Linked DNA regions of Sus scrofa: region 2 is linked to region 1. Evidence: chromatin contacts called from public promoter capture Hi-C data. All regions are on one chromosome and are shown on one strand. The core of a region is the stretch at or near the end of the contact, and the rest is flanking DNA. Distances in the headings are between cores, read along the strand shown. Region 1 holds the start of IYD (iodotyrosine deiodinase). Region 2 holds the start of NUP43 (nucleoporin Nup43).

Region 1 (6,406 bases), core at 953-3,452:
GCTTCTGCCTCCCACAGCCCTCTGGGTGTTAGATCTCTGCGTAATAAATGCCCTTTGATAGTGTTGACGTTATTAAGGAGTGCAGACTGTGTACAGCTGAGGCCAATGGGGTCTAAGAAATGTATTTATTTATTTAATTTTTGGGAGGCTGCCCCCATGGCATGCAGACCATTCCCACTAGGGATCGAACCAGAGATCCCTAGGCCACCAGGGAACTCCAGGTTTACGAACACTGAAAAAAATTTCCTCCCAGCTTCACACTTGAACTGAGATAAGTCTTTGGTGCAGACACAGGCACGTCCTGAATACTTGACAGGACTCTTGCTAAATGAACCCTGGGCAGAAAGGCTTGGGGGCACGTTGCTGGTACAAACCATCAGAACAGTGTTTTCTCACTCAGGGCCCCAGGGAGTCTCCGTCCTGAAAAGTTCTCTTTCACGTCATTGGACATGTGTATCCTGCACGTACACTGGCAGGGCGTTCCCAAAGCAGGAAGGGCACATGTCAGGGACAATCAATTCAACAGCAGCACTGGAAGTTAAAAGTCCTATGTGTGTCTTGGGAAAATGTGTTTTCGAGACGATGGCAACTCACAGTGTGGTCTGCAGACTGGCTCATGCAGCCACTCTTGAGGACCAAACACGAAATGAGACACGGAGCACACGCTAGACCGTAGATCAGGCAAATCAGCCGCATCGCTACCATACACACTCTAGAGGTCAGCTGACCTTCTTTCCTTCTGTCTTTATCTCTTTTCTTTTTTTTCAGCAAGAGTTTCTCAAGGAGGGGTACAGCGCATTGATTAAGTCCTGGCACAGGCTCTTTGAGTAGCACTGTCCCCAGTCACCCTGGGTTTGTCAAGACAGCACAAGCTTTATGTCCTCAGTGGAGTCAGGTCCTGTCTCAGACTGAATGAGGGACCCAGAGTGCACCTCTGTCATAACACTCGACGCGCTGTATTGTAATGCTCTTTTTTTTCTTTTTAGGGCCGCGCCCACAGCATACGGAGGTTCCTAGGCTAGGGGTCGAATCAGAGCTGTAGCCGCCGGCCTACCCCACAGTCACAGCAATGTCAGATCCAACCCACGTCTGCGACCTACACTACAGCTCATGGCAACGTTGGATCCTTAACCCACCGAGGGAGGCCAGGGATCGAACCCACAACCTCATGGTTCCTAGTTGGATTCATTTCGGCTGCACCTCGACGGGAACGCCTAGTATCTATTTTTTAACTACAAAAATAAATCGCACATGCAAAGCCATGAAAAAGAATGCAGTTCTGATACATGTCAAAACATGGATGAACCTTGAAATCCTTCCACTAAGTGGAAGAGGCAGCCCCCAAAAGACAAATACTGTATCATTCCAGTGACATGAGGTTCTTCGAGTGGTCAGATCATAGCAACGTGAAGTGGACGAGAGGTTATCAGGGGCTGTAGGAAGAGGAAGCGGGGGGTTATTGCTTAATGAGTAGAGAGTCTCAGTTTGAGATGATGAAGCAGTTTTGGGAAGAGTGGTAAGGGGTTATAACATTCTGAATGTACTGGGCACTTAAAGGGGGCCAGGAGGGTAGCTTCTGCAGGATTATATTTTATCACAATAAAAAGGTAGAAAAAAATAGCACATGCGAGTTGAAAAAAATTTCAAATAATGCTCGGACTTCCCGTGTGGCTCGCAGTGAACTTCAAATAATGCCGACTCACCTGTGAGTGGGAGACCTGAGCGAGCTCTTGCCCCAGTGTCCGAAAGCACAGGGGACTCTCCCAGGAGGCTTGGTAACCACTCAGATGGGGCGGGAGCTTGGCTGAGAATGGGCCACTCCAGCTGCTTCCTCGCTCCTGGCAAGTGGAGGACACATTGCTGTTCAAGAGGAAGCCTGGCTCCCTTCCACCACGGCTGCCAAGATCTAGTGCCTCCCCGTGTCGCCTCGGATCCTGGCAATTATTGTCTAAGGATAGATTGACTGAGCACACAGTTTAACCAAGGGCAGGAGCCCGTTCCCAGCCCCACCACACACCCCGATGCACACGGCTGTGATCTTTGCTCCTTTGCCAAGTCCTGGGAGAGTCAGCGTTCATCCCGTTCCCGCCCCAGGCTCACCTCTCCGTGCCTTCACTCCGACTCCCGGCATTCCCCACTGCCGTCCCTGTTTGTTTAAATACCAGCCTGGGAAGGATGGGCACCGGTCGGGATCGGCCTCACCACCATGTTTCTTCTGACTCCAGTCTTGGTAGCCGTTGTCTGCATTTTGATGGTGTGGATCTTTAAAAATGCTGATGGAGCCACCAAGAGAAGGGAAGAGGAGCCTCGAGCCAGGGCTGAGGCTCGACCCTGGGTGGATGAAGACTTGAAAGACAGCACTGATGTCCTCCAGGTGGAGGAAGGTAAGGATCCCGGCCAAACTGCTCCGGCTCCCCCGTCTGTATCTTTATGATGAGGACAAATGGATGGCGGGGCTGATGGAGAGGAAGAAACATAGGCAGGTCAGTTTCATCATCAGCCTCTATCGCACAAAGGAATTAGTGTGTGGCAGAGACCATTCGTTTCTCTTGGGTGGTCTTCCTGCCACCTGCTGGCACCAACTCCTCCTTTCTTCCTGGCTGCTCGAGAAAGAGCTGGTGAGGGGCTGATGTTTTCTCTAGCTCCAGTCCTGCCCTGGCTGCTAAAATCTTTCTGAAGGGGCACATCAGAGACTGGGGTGGCCATGGATTTAGTAGTCAGGTGGTTGTTGTTGTTGTTTGCTTTTTTAGGGGAGCACCTGTGGCATATGGAGGTTCCCAGGCTAGGGGTCCGATTGGAGCTGCAGCTGCCAGCCTATGCCACAGCCTCAGCCGTGCAGGATCCAAGCCAAGGCTATGACCTACACCACAACTCACGGCAAGGCTGGATCCTTAACCCACTGAGCATGATCTGAGATTGAACCTACATCCTCATGGGTGCTAGTCAGGTTTGTAACCTGCTGAGCCACAGCGGGAACTGCTGGTAGTCAGGTTTGGATGAAGAACTTGACATTTAAAAATGGCATCTACCTAGGGGCTCCCTACTTCTCCTTGTACCTGGCATGCGGGTTAGAGATGAGTGGCCGCCGTCCTCAAAGCTGAGTGTCCAGTTCAGCAGACAAGGCCATAAGACAGGCGAGGGATTGGATGGAAGTGATTATAAGGTGTTTTGAGAAGGCTTGGGGATGCAGTGGGGCAGTTAGAAAAAGGCTGAACCAGGCTGGGTGGATCCATAGAATAGGAATAGCAAGAGGCTAAGAGGAGCAGAGTGAGCACGAGTGCAGGGCTGGGAACCCCGGGAAAGACACTGAGAAGATGGGAGGACTCAGAAGGGGATGAAAACAAGGGGGGAATTGAGGGCAGGCCTGGGCCTGGTTGGCCTGAGAAAGAGGAGGCGAGGGAGGAGAGAGGAAGTGACAGGTTCTTGGGGGCCTTGAGTAGCCCGTGTTTGAGGTTTACCGGAGGTGGTTGGTGGGGAGGATTCAATTTGGAAGAGGCTCCAGTGCCTCTCCGCTGGAGCTGTGATGCTTCCACCCTCCCACCAACAGAGGCCACCTGGAAGTGTGCATGCGTGTGCGTGGGCACGTGTGCATGTGCTCGCGGGTTCGTCCTAATCTCGGGATTGGGGGTGGGGCCAGCCATGCTGAATGTACTGCCCAGGATCCGGGCCGAGGCAGCTCTGAGCAGGGCTGCCTCCTTCTCTGCCACGCTGAGGGATCTGCCCCCGAAGGGCAGTCAGCCTACCTGAGACGCACGTCCCCTGATGGAGGGGAAACCCACTGAGAAGCTGGTAATGAACCATTCTGGCCTCGATGGGCTGCGTGGTGGTGGCAGTGGGAGGCAGAGGAGGGAGGAGATGGGCGGGAAAGTAAAGGAAGGACGACAGAGCCTGGAAACAAATGAGAGGTTGGGAGAAGCTGGGCGTCTGGTTTTGAGACTGGGAGCCTCAGAAGGACACGCTCACGGGTGAGGGAAGTGGATCTGGTTTAAGGGAAGGACACCCAGTGTCGTGCAGGCCACCGGAGGTCTGAGAGGACAGGGGACCATGGGAGCAGAAAGCCAGGGAGGTTTCGAAGGGAGGGACCCTGGACATAGTCTCCAGCACAGGGTGATGCTTGGAACTTGGAAAACTAATGAATCCCCTCCGTGGACTGCTAGAGAAGAAGGCTGAGGATTGAACTTGGTGGAAGCAACTTCAGATGAGAGGATTTAGGAGTTCCTGTTGTGGCTCAGTGGGTTAAGGACCTGATATTGTCTCTGTGAGGATGTGGGTTTCATCCCTGGCCTTGCTCAGTGGCTTAAGGATCTGGTGTTGCTGCCCGCTGTGGTGTAGGCCTCAGCTGCAGCCATTTAAAAAATATAATATAAAATTTAAAAAGAGGAATTGACATGGGAAGAGTGGACACAGAAAAGAAGGCCTGGGAAAGGAGGGCCAGGCTGGTTGCTCAGTTGTCAGAGGCTGAAGTCAGGCCATGATGGGAGTACTCAGCCCACGGAAACAGGCAAGCGCTGTAAACCAGGGCTCTTTTCCCCTCTTCTCAGAGAGGGCACACTGCTGACAAAAATACTGTGTAAGGTCAGCGTTCGACTGTGTTCACAGAGCATGTGATCAGCATAGCTTTCCTTTGCTGCAGGAAGCAATCGATTCCATTGCACCCTCACCTTTCGTAAGCTTTTGACACCCACTCATGCATACTGCTTTTAAAAGGCCGACTTACCACGACTGCCGTAAGACATGGTTCTAGGATGAAGGACAGACAAATTCAAATTCAGATGAGAGATTAGGGAGAAGAAAGGGCTTGGGAACATTGCCCTTGGAATCGGGCAATGTTTGGGGTTCTGCGTGGGTTCTGCTAGGGAAGAGCGAAGGTCTCGATAGGACCCGGGGGCCCCACAAGAGGTGACACGGTTCAGATAACAAGTTGAGTCCACTTTACCTGGGATCGTGTTGCCTTTTTCAGGGGCTTTCCATCTGGACACCCTCAGAGTCTCCAGCTCCCGTCCACCCCGGCTGCTGCTGGTGAAATAATCTATACGGCAGCCACAGGTTCACACAGAAAGCAGAGGGATGGCTGAGGCAGTTGAGGAAGAGATGCTTCTTGGGTCAGGTGTCGAGCCCTGAAATTGCTCCCATCACCACCTTCAGAATCTGTCTCCTGCGAGAGCTGTGCGACCCCGAGCCTTATGAGTATTGCTGCTCAAGGCTCTCCAAAAATTGCAAGGAGGAAACAGCATGACGTGACATCCACTGGCCTTGTAGTTTCAGAGCTAGAAAATATTCGGCCCACTGGCAAGGATCTTGAAGTAGAATTGCGGAAACACAAAAGCAATTTATGCAGCGATGCAGCCAGAAAACTGCCTCCAAGGTGAGCATTAAAGGGTAGACACGGCCTGGAATTACTTTGCCATTAAACGTAACCATGGAGCAATTTAGCCTTCCTTGGCATTAAAGCAATGATAAAGGGCAACTGAGTCTTGGTGTCAAAGGCCAACCCCACGGGTGGCAGCACGGGACTTAGAGCAAAAAGCAGACCACAGCGGCACGCATTTATTTTGGAACATGTGGGCGTCACAATTTGGATGAACCCCCCGGGAGTGGCTTGGCTGCTCTGGGGTGGAGGTGGGACAGCTCTTCTCTTTCCTCTAGCAAAGGCCCTGTTCCCTGGGGACAGTCAGGAGTTCAGGAAGAAAGAGAAGCCCTAGGGTTTTATATTTTTCAGGGCCATATCTGAAGCATATGAAAATTCCCAGCCTACCGGTCAAATCAGAGCTGCAGCTGCCGATCTACACCACAGCCACAGCAACACAGGATCCAAGCCTCACTGTGACCTACACCTTAGCTCATGGCAATGCTGGATCCTCAACCCACTGAGTGAGGGCAGGAATTGAACCAGCATCCTCATGGATACTAGTTGGCTTCTTAACCCGCTGAGCCACGACGGGAACTCCAAGCCTAAACTTTTGTATCTGTTTCACTGCCCTGCGATCCCTCAGTGCTTTCTCTCCCAGCTTGGTTTGGCCTGCGCCCCTTCACCAGGCAGAATGTAGACTCTCTGCCCTGGGCTCCAGAAATAGCAGCACCCCCAACATACGCTCTTCTTGGGGAGCCCTTTAGGACAATCCAAGCCAGCCATCATGGGTTCCACTGGTCTGCTCTGCTCAGAGACACAGGCTGCACAGATAGGGTTCAGGCAGCTGCCCCTCATTCTGCCACAGGCCTACCCTGGACTTCAGCAGCTGCAGCAACTGCCAGTCCATGCCCCTTGGCTGCCTGTAGTTTATGCAAAGCCTGAACAGATTTAAAGTTCAGGAGGCCTTTCATGCACTGGCTCATTTACTGCTTATTGACAACAGAAGCTGACTTTGTAACAAATGGTGGGGAAGTTTCACTGGGGAAGAAAGTCTTT
Region 2 (7,035 bases), core at 1,083-3,582, 470 kb before region 1:
GGGGAGGTAGAGGCAGAAGCAGAGGTAGAAGCACAGCGCGCGCCACTCAGTCCCGCCCCTTTCCGCTAAGCCTTGATTGGACCGGACCTCAAGAGGACGGTGGCTACAGAGGGCCAATTTTCCTCCGTCTCCAGTGCGGGGAAAGAACCAGCAGCCCCTAAGTGGGAAGAAGTTGGGACGCTCTTCCTCAGCCAGGCGGCTCTGAACAGAGGCAAGAGTGTGCCCGTCCCCGTGCTGTAGGATCTGCTCCAAACCTGCAAAGTCAGCATGTGAACAGTGACGCGGTGCATTTCTGCAGTAACTGTGCAATGCATAACAAATTAAAAAGCAAAAAGCAAAAGAGTCAACGAGAGAAAAGCTCTAATAGCCACACCTAAGTATTAAGTCTTGAATTTCACCGTGCATAGAAAAGATTCAAAATCCTTATATTCTCATGGAAGTACATCCATTAACGTACCAATTTATTATTCAAAGCCTCTCTCTCCCTGTCCCCCAAACAAATCCTTCTCTTCAAGGTTTTTAATACACACTATCAAACGAGTTGGAATTCTGAAGACCCCAGTTATAATTTTGACTCTCATTGCCTTTGTAGCCTTCCTCAATTCATTTATGCATATAATTAAAGATGATTTTGAAATGTAACGTCGACTGCTTACCTCCGCCCTTAAAAAAAAATTCCTTTCTGCCTCAGAATCTTCCCTATCTTTCAAGGATTAATTCCTTCCTCTAGTTTTTTTTTCCTATTACTTCAGCCCAAGACGATCTAAATAAATATATCCCTTAATATCTAGACCACTAAGAGCACTTACATTTTGCTTCCTGTTGCTAGCTTTTTTTAAAAATGTAAACCTCCCCAATTAGAAGGTAAATCCTATTATTACAAAAGATAGGACATATTCATCTTAAAAAAAACCAAACAAACCTCCTTTATACTATAGCTATAACTGTGTTGGTTATTTCTTTAAATGGGGCCATGATTTTGTGTCTATCTGATCTTGGTAGTCCTATTTCACAGCCAGTTTGTGGAAGCATCGCATGGAAATGCAATCCATCTAGGTCAGCTTTGGAGACAGTTATCAGGTTCTTATTGAAAACTGACTGGTGTTTTGCTTTTAACTGCAAGATTATTAAGAAATTAATAATGAAATAGAAAATTTAGAGTCCCGAACTGAAAATTTGCCCCCAGTATTGAAGTACACTTTTCTTTACTGTTGCAGAATCCCAAGAAATAATACATATTTCAGATTAGGGTTAGATAAGTGTCACATTTGCCAAGGACTGGTGAGAAGCTTGAAAATTGTTGCTGACACAGTGGCACTGATGTTTTGACATAGCTTTATTTCCTTCCTTAAAAGTTTATTGTATTAAGTGATATGATGACTGGATTTTTCCACTCTCGGTTCTGACTATAAGTCAGTGAGTTGGATGCTACAGGCAATGTTCCTTGTCAGCTTTTCACTCATTCTCTTGCACAGCTAATAGCAAGAAAGCTGGTGTCCAGTCTAACGGTGGAATTTGTGAGGCTTAAATAGCTGAAAATGCACACTTGTGTTGGGAGAACAACACATTTGCCATAGGATACTGTAGTATTTTTAACAAGTTCTGAGAAGCACAGCATTCCCCACAGTCCACCCCCCACGCCATGTCTCAGTATTCTTCCACTCTTCTAATTCAAGCTCTACAGCTGAGAACAAACTAGGATCCCAAAGTCTCTGCTCACAAACGCTAACTTACTTATCACAAGTCAAAGGCTGGAGTACTTGGGTTAGAGAGGACCTTTTCCTTCCAGTTCTATTACAGTTATTCAAGCTCCACCATAGGGAGCTCTGGATCTAACTGACCTATGTATTAGTCATTCATTGGGTTGGGCGAGGCAGGACGGAGAAAGCCCACCGTCTAACAACCTGGACAGCTATAGGAGCAGCCCCGCCGCTTGCAGCAGCTGACCCAGCGGCGACTGCAGAGCCACCGGCAGCTGCGGAACCAGATCGGCCCTACCATCCTTTCACCGCGCTGGGTGACCAGAGCTGTAGTGAGGCACGCGACACCGACCACGCCGGGGCCCACCCCGCCCGCCTGGCCGCAGGGCAAACCCAGCAAAGAGGCGTTGCGCAGCCCGCGGCATCAGAAAGGCCACGCAGCAGAGGCGGTGGCGCTGACTCAGCCGGGCCATCCCGCCAGTCCCGGGCAGCCGCAACGGGACCTAACGCGGGCGGCTGGGCACCAAGCCATCCCCGCCTCCGGCCCCACCCCGGCCGCACCCGAGGCCGCGCGGCGTCACAAGGCGCATGCGTGCCGCGGGGCATGCCGGGAGCGCGCAGTGGCGGCAGCAGCGGCGACGGCAGTCACAGCGGCGGCCACAGCGGGGACGCGAGCGGGGCGGTGACCGTGTGGGAGGTGGTCTCACTCTTGGGGAAGCTGCTGGGCACCGTCGCCGCGCTGAAGGTGGTTCTGTACCTGCTCCGGGTGTGCCTAGCGATGGCCTGGAAATCCGGCGGCGCCAGCCACTCGGAGCTAATCCACAACCTCCGCAGTAAGTGCCACCCCCGCCCGGTGTGGGGCAAGTGGGGAAGGCCAGGCCTGGACCAGGTCCCCCTGGGCCGCCCGGAACGTTCTGTCCCTATCCTCCTCCCCGTGCCTGTTGGAGGGCTTAGGCGCAGGGTTGCACCAGCGGTCCCAAATGGCAAGCGCTTGCGATTGCCTCCCCTGGGACCTGTCACTCTTCGGGGACGTGGACGGGAACCGGAGAGAAAGACCCAGGGGCCGCTGCTGGTGGGGTAGGGACAGGCGTCTCCCCGCGGGCCTGGGGGAAGGGGCGAGGCACAGGTGGTGGGGCTGTCACTCGAGTCCGTCCCCCCCTGATCGGGGTCCGGCGAGGGGCGTGTCCTGAGGAGTGGGATGTTGGCCAGGTTTCCTGGAGACTGGGCTGGAACTGAGGGGACCCCGCCCTCGACCCCCGCGTCTTCTCACCTCCTGCTCTGTCGTAATCGACCTAGCTGCAAGCTTTCTCTCCTATTCTGCCTCCCCCGCCCTCTGATTTTTCCTCTGGAGGGAGATGCCACCGTCTGATACTGGCGAGGGGAGGGAGAGGAAGATGAGAGTATTGTCATTGCGGATGCTGGGAGAAATTTCTGGGGCGGCTGTCCAAGGGAAAGCTTCGTGGGGGGCGGAGGAAGAAATCATCAGGGGATGCTCTTCCCGAGAGACATGTATTTCAGGAGCCGTTAGAGATACTGGGATCCAGCAAAGGATTGTATATGTGGAATGTTCTAACTTTTTCCAGGGCTACTGTATGCTTTAGAAGCTTTGTATGGAAGTTTCTTTACACCATTCTCTTTAGTTATTGTATTCCTTTCTCTGATGATAATTTTAGGGTGACGAGTGCTGTGTCACTTTCTTTTTTTAAATCGAAATATAGTGTCGCCGTCTGGTCGGGAGACCAGAAAGACCAGAGTTCGTAATACTCTCTCACTCTGGTCAGATTTGTAGCCCACTTCTTTGCCCCTGACTTTGCAAATAATCACATCCTGCCACGTGGTATTTTTAATTATATGCATGTATATATATATAATATATTATAGATTATTTAGCTTTTCATGTGTTTGTCATGTTTCCTAATTCGATTTGTAACCTCCTTGAGGGCTGAGACTTTTTAAAAAACGTATTTGAGTTCTCTCAGAGAACTTAATAATCTTTCCTTTTTTCGTAAATGTCAATTAAATATATGTGGGAATACTAAGATTAATGAGAGAAATCAATAGCGTTGTCTGGCAAATGGTTAGTACTTAATATTAGTCATTTGACTTTCTTTTTCTTTTTCCTTTTTTTTTTTTTTTTTTTTTTTTACAATATTTAAAGCTCGGAAATCATGTCCTTAGTGTTTAGTAATGAATGCTTATATTTAAAAATTGGGTCGAGCATTGTCATTATTCACTTTATGGAAGGATATTTGATTGGAAGTGGAAATTTATGTGCCGAGATGATAATTTGGATTTAGGTTCCCATTGATTGAGCATAATAAGCTCAATATGTTCTAAATATTTTTTATAGCATTTCTTAAAATGTACACACCTGAAACATTCTGTACTTGAATTGTGATTAAGTAATTTTCCACCGATAGGTTATTGCAGTAGACACTTGGCTATGGCAGAAATTTGTAAGCAATCAGGCTCTTAAAGTCTCTTCTTTTTGGGCCAAATTTGTAGTAAGCCAAGACTAGCTCTTTTCTCAGTAGTTTTATAATCACTTTAATGTATTGCATTGCTGTTCTTAGCTGAAATTGCTAAGGATGTTTTCTTATCAGAAAATTTAGTAAGAAACATTTAACACACATCAGTGTTGACATTGCACATCTTTAGTTTTATTCTAAGTCTATCATTGGTAAGAGGAAATAAGAGTACTCATCCTTTAGCCTCTTTTGTAACAGTTGTGCAACTTTAGTTTCAACTTCCTGCTGAATTCTAGCTAATAGATTTTATTTTTATTAGTTTATTATAAAAGTAATGTTTACTCTTGTGAAAATTTCAATTGAGCATAGATTGAAAACTTCTCACTCTTTCTTGGTTATTCCATCATTGTGTATTCTTCCTAACTTAAAGCCTTCTAATGAATCTTTAGGAAATGATCAAAATGATTATGCTGATGTTGAACTGTAAAGAGGTCTGCAAATTGGAAGAGGAAGCAAATTACAAGTTTAATTTTTTAATGAAATAAAGTTCATGATTGATTTCATTTTAATATTATAATAATTTTATTGAAAATGTCTTGAATTTTTCTTTTACAAGCCATAATAGAAATATGATTGTTTATGCTTTCATAGCTGCTGTATCACTTATAGGTTATTTTAGACTGTAATGGTACATCTCATCTTATAGCTTATGTTGTGATGATAATTGCTCTTAGAACCATGATCTAAAGCTTGGGCATGCTTCAGAATCTCCTGAATCAACTGGAGAGCTTGTTCAAACAAATTAAGATAGATTGCTGGGGCTCTTAAGAATTTGTATTTCAGGAGTTCCCCTCGTGGCTCAGTGGTTAACGAATCCGACTAGGAGCCATGAGATTGTGGGTTCGATCCTTGGCCTCACTCAGTGGGTTAAGGCTTTGGCATTGCTGTGAGCTGTGAGCTGTGGTATAGGTCGCAGAGGTGGCTCGGATCCCAAGTTGCTGTGGCTCTGGCGATGGCTGGCTGCTACAGCTCCGATTAGACCCCTAGCCTGGGAACCTCCATATGCCTTGGGTGTGGCCCTAGAAAATGCAAAAAAAAAAAAAAAGAATTTGTATTTCCAACAAGTTCCTAAGTAATGTTCTACTGCTGGTCCAGATACTACACTTTGAGAATCACTGACATAGAGAGCTGAGAATTACAAAACCCTTCCAGGGTTTCAGTTGAATCAGGTTTATATTTTAAAATAAAATTTTAGGAAAAAAGTCTATAACAGTCCTGCCTAACAGAGCTGTCTGTAATGTCCCTATCTGTGCTGTTTAATATGGTAGTCTCTAGCTATATGGGGCATTGAGCATTTGAAATGTGGTTAGTGCAACTGAGGTACTGGATTTTTGTTTTATTTAAATTAACTTTAACCACTAGCCACATATTGGACATTACAGATCTATAGAAATGAAAAATAGTTGTTTTATAATTATAGACTGATAATGTGCTCATGAAATGAATTAATTTAAAACAGCCGTGAGCCTGCTTAGCAAGGGAATGTGACAATTCAAGTAATGCTATATTAGAATTTATTTTCTACTGTCATTGGGATAATTTCATTCCATGGTAAATGTTAGGAAAAGAAGCGGGCCAGGAGTAGGTGAGGTTGAGAGAGGTGGTCTCCTAGAGCAGGGGTGTCCAAACCAGACTGTTTGTGGAAGGTTAACTTTTAACAGACTTATAAATGCTGTACTAGCCCCTTAAAACAGTGCTAACACTTGTTCTTTTACCTAGTTTTATTTATTAAAAAATTCAATCCACTACCCTAATGCATCCGTTTTTTTTCTACTTATATTTCCTTTGCATCTTTGTCATTTTGCATGTATAATGTATATAGAATTTGTGGACTCAGGCAGCTGGTATTTGACTGTCTTCTGCATTCCTGGGGTACAGCACTGGGGATACAACAGTGAAAAACAAACATCTATTTTTTCTTGTAACTTCTAATGTGAGCAGACAAAATTATGTCACATGATCATTGGTGAAGTAGGGAAGGAGGAGAGGGAGTGTGGGGTAGGAGGTTTGCAGTTGTAGGGGAGAAGACCTCACTAAGATGTTAGCTGAGTAAAGATTTGGTGAAGGGGGAAGAAATTCAAGAATGCAGATAGAGCTGGGCGACAGGCATTCTAGACAGAAGAAATAGAATGTGCTAGATTTGGATTTGGGGTGTGGGAGAAAGATTGGAGTTAAGAATATGACACCAAGGTTTTAGACCTGGGCAGTGGGAATGATTTACCGTTTTCTGAGTTGGAAGTAACAGTGAGTGGCTAGCAGGGATTTTTAGAGGTGTGGGGTATGCAAAGAAGAGTGGGAGAACAGGAGTTTATTTGGGGGAATGTTTGGTTTGAGTTGCTTTAAGACATTAAAGTGGAGATCCTTAGTAGGCATTTAAATTTGTAAGAATTATGATTTATAGGTTTTGTATCCTTATCTATACAAATAAATTGAAGTTATTTTCTTATTCTATTTAGAGTTTAGTTCTTATCCATCTGTAGCATAACCAGTGGAAAAAAGAATATTTCATTAGTTTTATCATATGCATTCTTGGGCCAAATATAACAAGGTAATAAAATCCTAGGGGACTGTTTTCAGAAATTTGAGCCGCATTAAGAATCCAGAGAATACTTCCTCATTTTAACTTATATCAAGTCAGTCTTTCAGGTACATACCAGTAAGTAAACTTATAGTACATTGAATAAGATTTAATAGATATGATTTGGGGGGGATTTTTTTTTTTAATGACTGCACTTGTAGCATTTGTGTGCTATATAAACTTATAGTACATTGAATAAGATTTAATAGATATGATTTGGGGGGGATTT

Evidence for each region. Promoter capture Hi-C pulls out the DNA fragments that hold promoters and counts their contacts.
Region 2: a contact with region 1 is called in a promoter capture Hi-C map of liver, with 2.2 times the contacts expected there. The contact joins the promoter of NUP43 here to the promoter of IYD in region 1. A contact is called at or near these places in 1 of 5 promoter capture datasets (liver) and 1 of 47 Hi-C or Micro-C datasets (liver).

Annotation. Positions count from the first base shown.
Region 1 is chr1:15,774,943-15,781,348 of Sscrofa11.1, reverse strand. IYD (iodotyrosine deiodinase) reads left to right here and starts at 2,202. Exons shown (of 5, transcript NM_214416.1): 1 at 2,202-2,384. The coding sequence starts at 2,207. It overlaps LOC106508815 (a long non-coding RNA gene), which reads right to left and starts at 2,191. Exons shown (of 3, transcript XR_002342452.1): 1 at 2,101-2,191; 2 at 1,704-1,838; 3 at 1,144-1,433.
Region 2 is chr1:16,244,790-16,251,824 of Sscrofa11.1, reverse strand. It overlaps NUP43 (nucleoporin Nup43), which reads right to left and starts at 2,332. Exons shown (of 9, transcript XM_021086883.1): 1 at 2,094-2,332. The coding sequence starts at 2,306. It overlaps PCMT1 (protein-L-isoaspartate (D-aspartate) O-methyltransferase), which reads left to right and starts at 2,458. Exons shown (of 7, transcript NM_001195780.1): 1 at 2,458-2,533. The coding sequence starts at 2,479.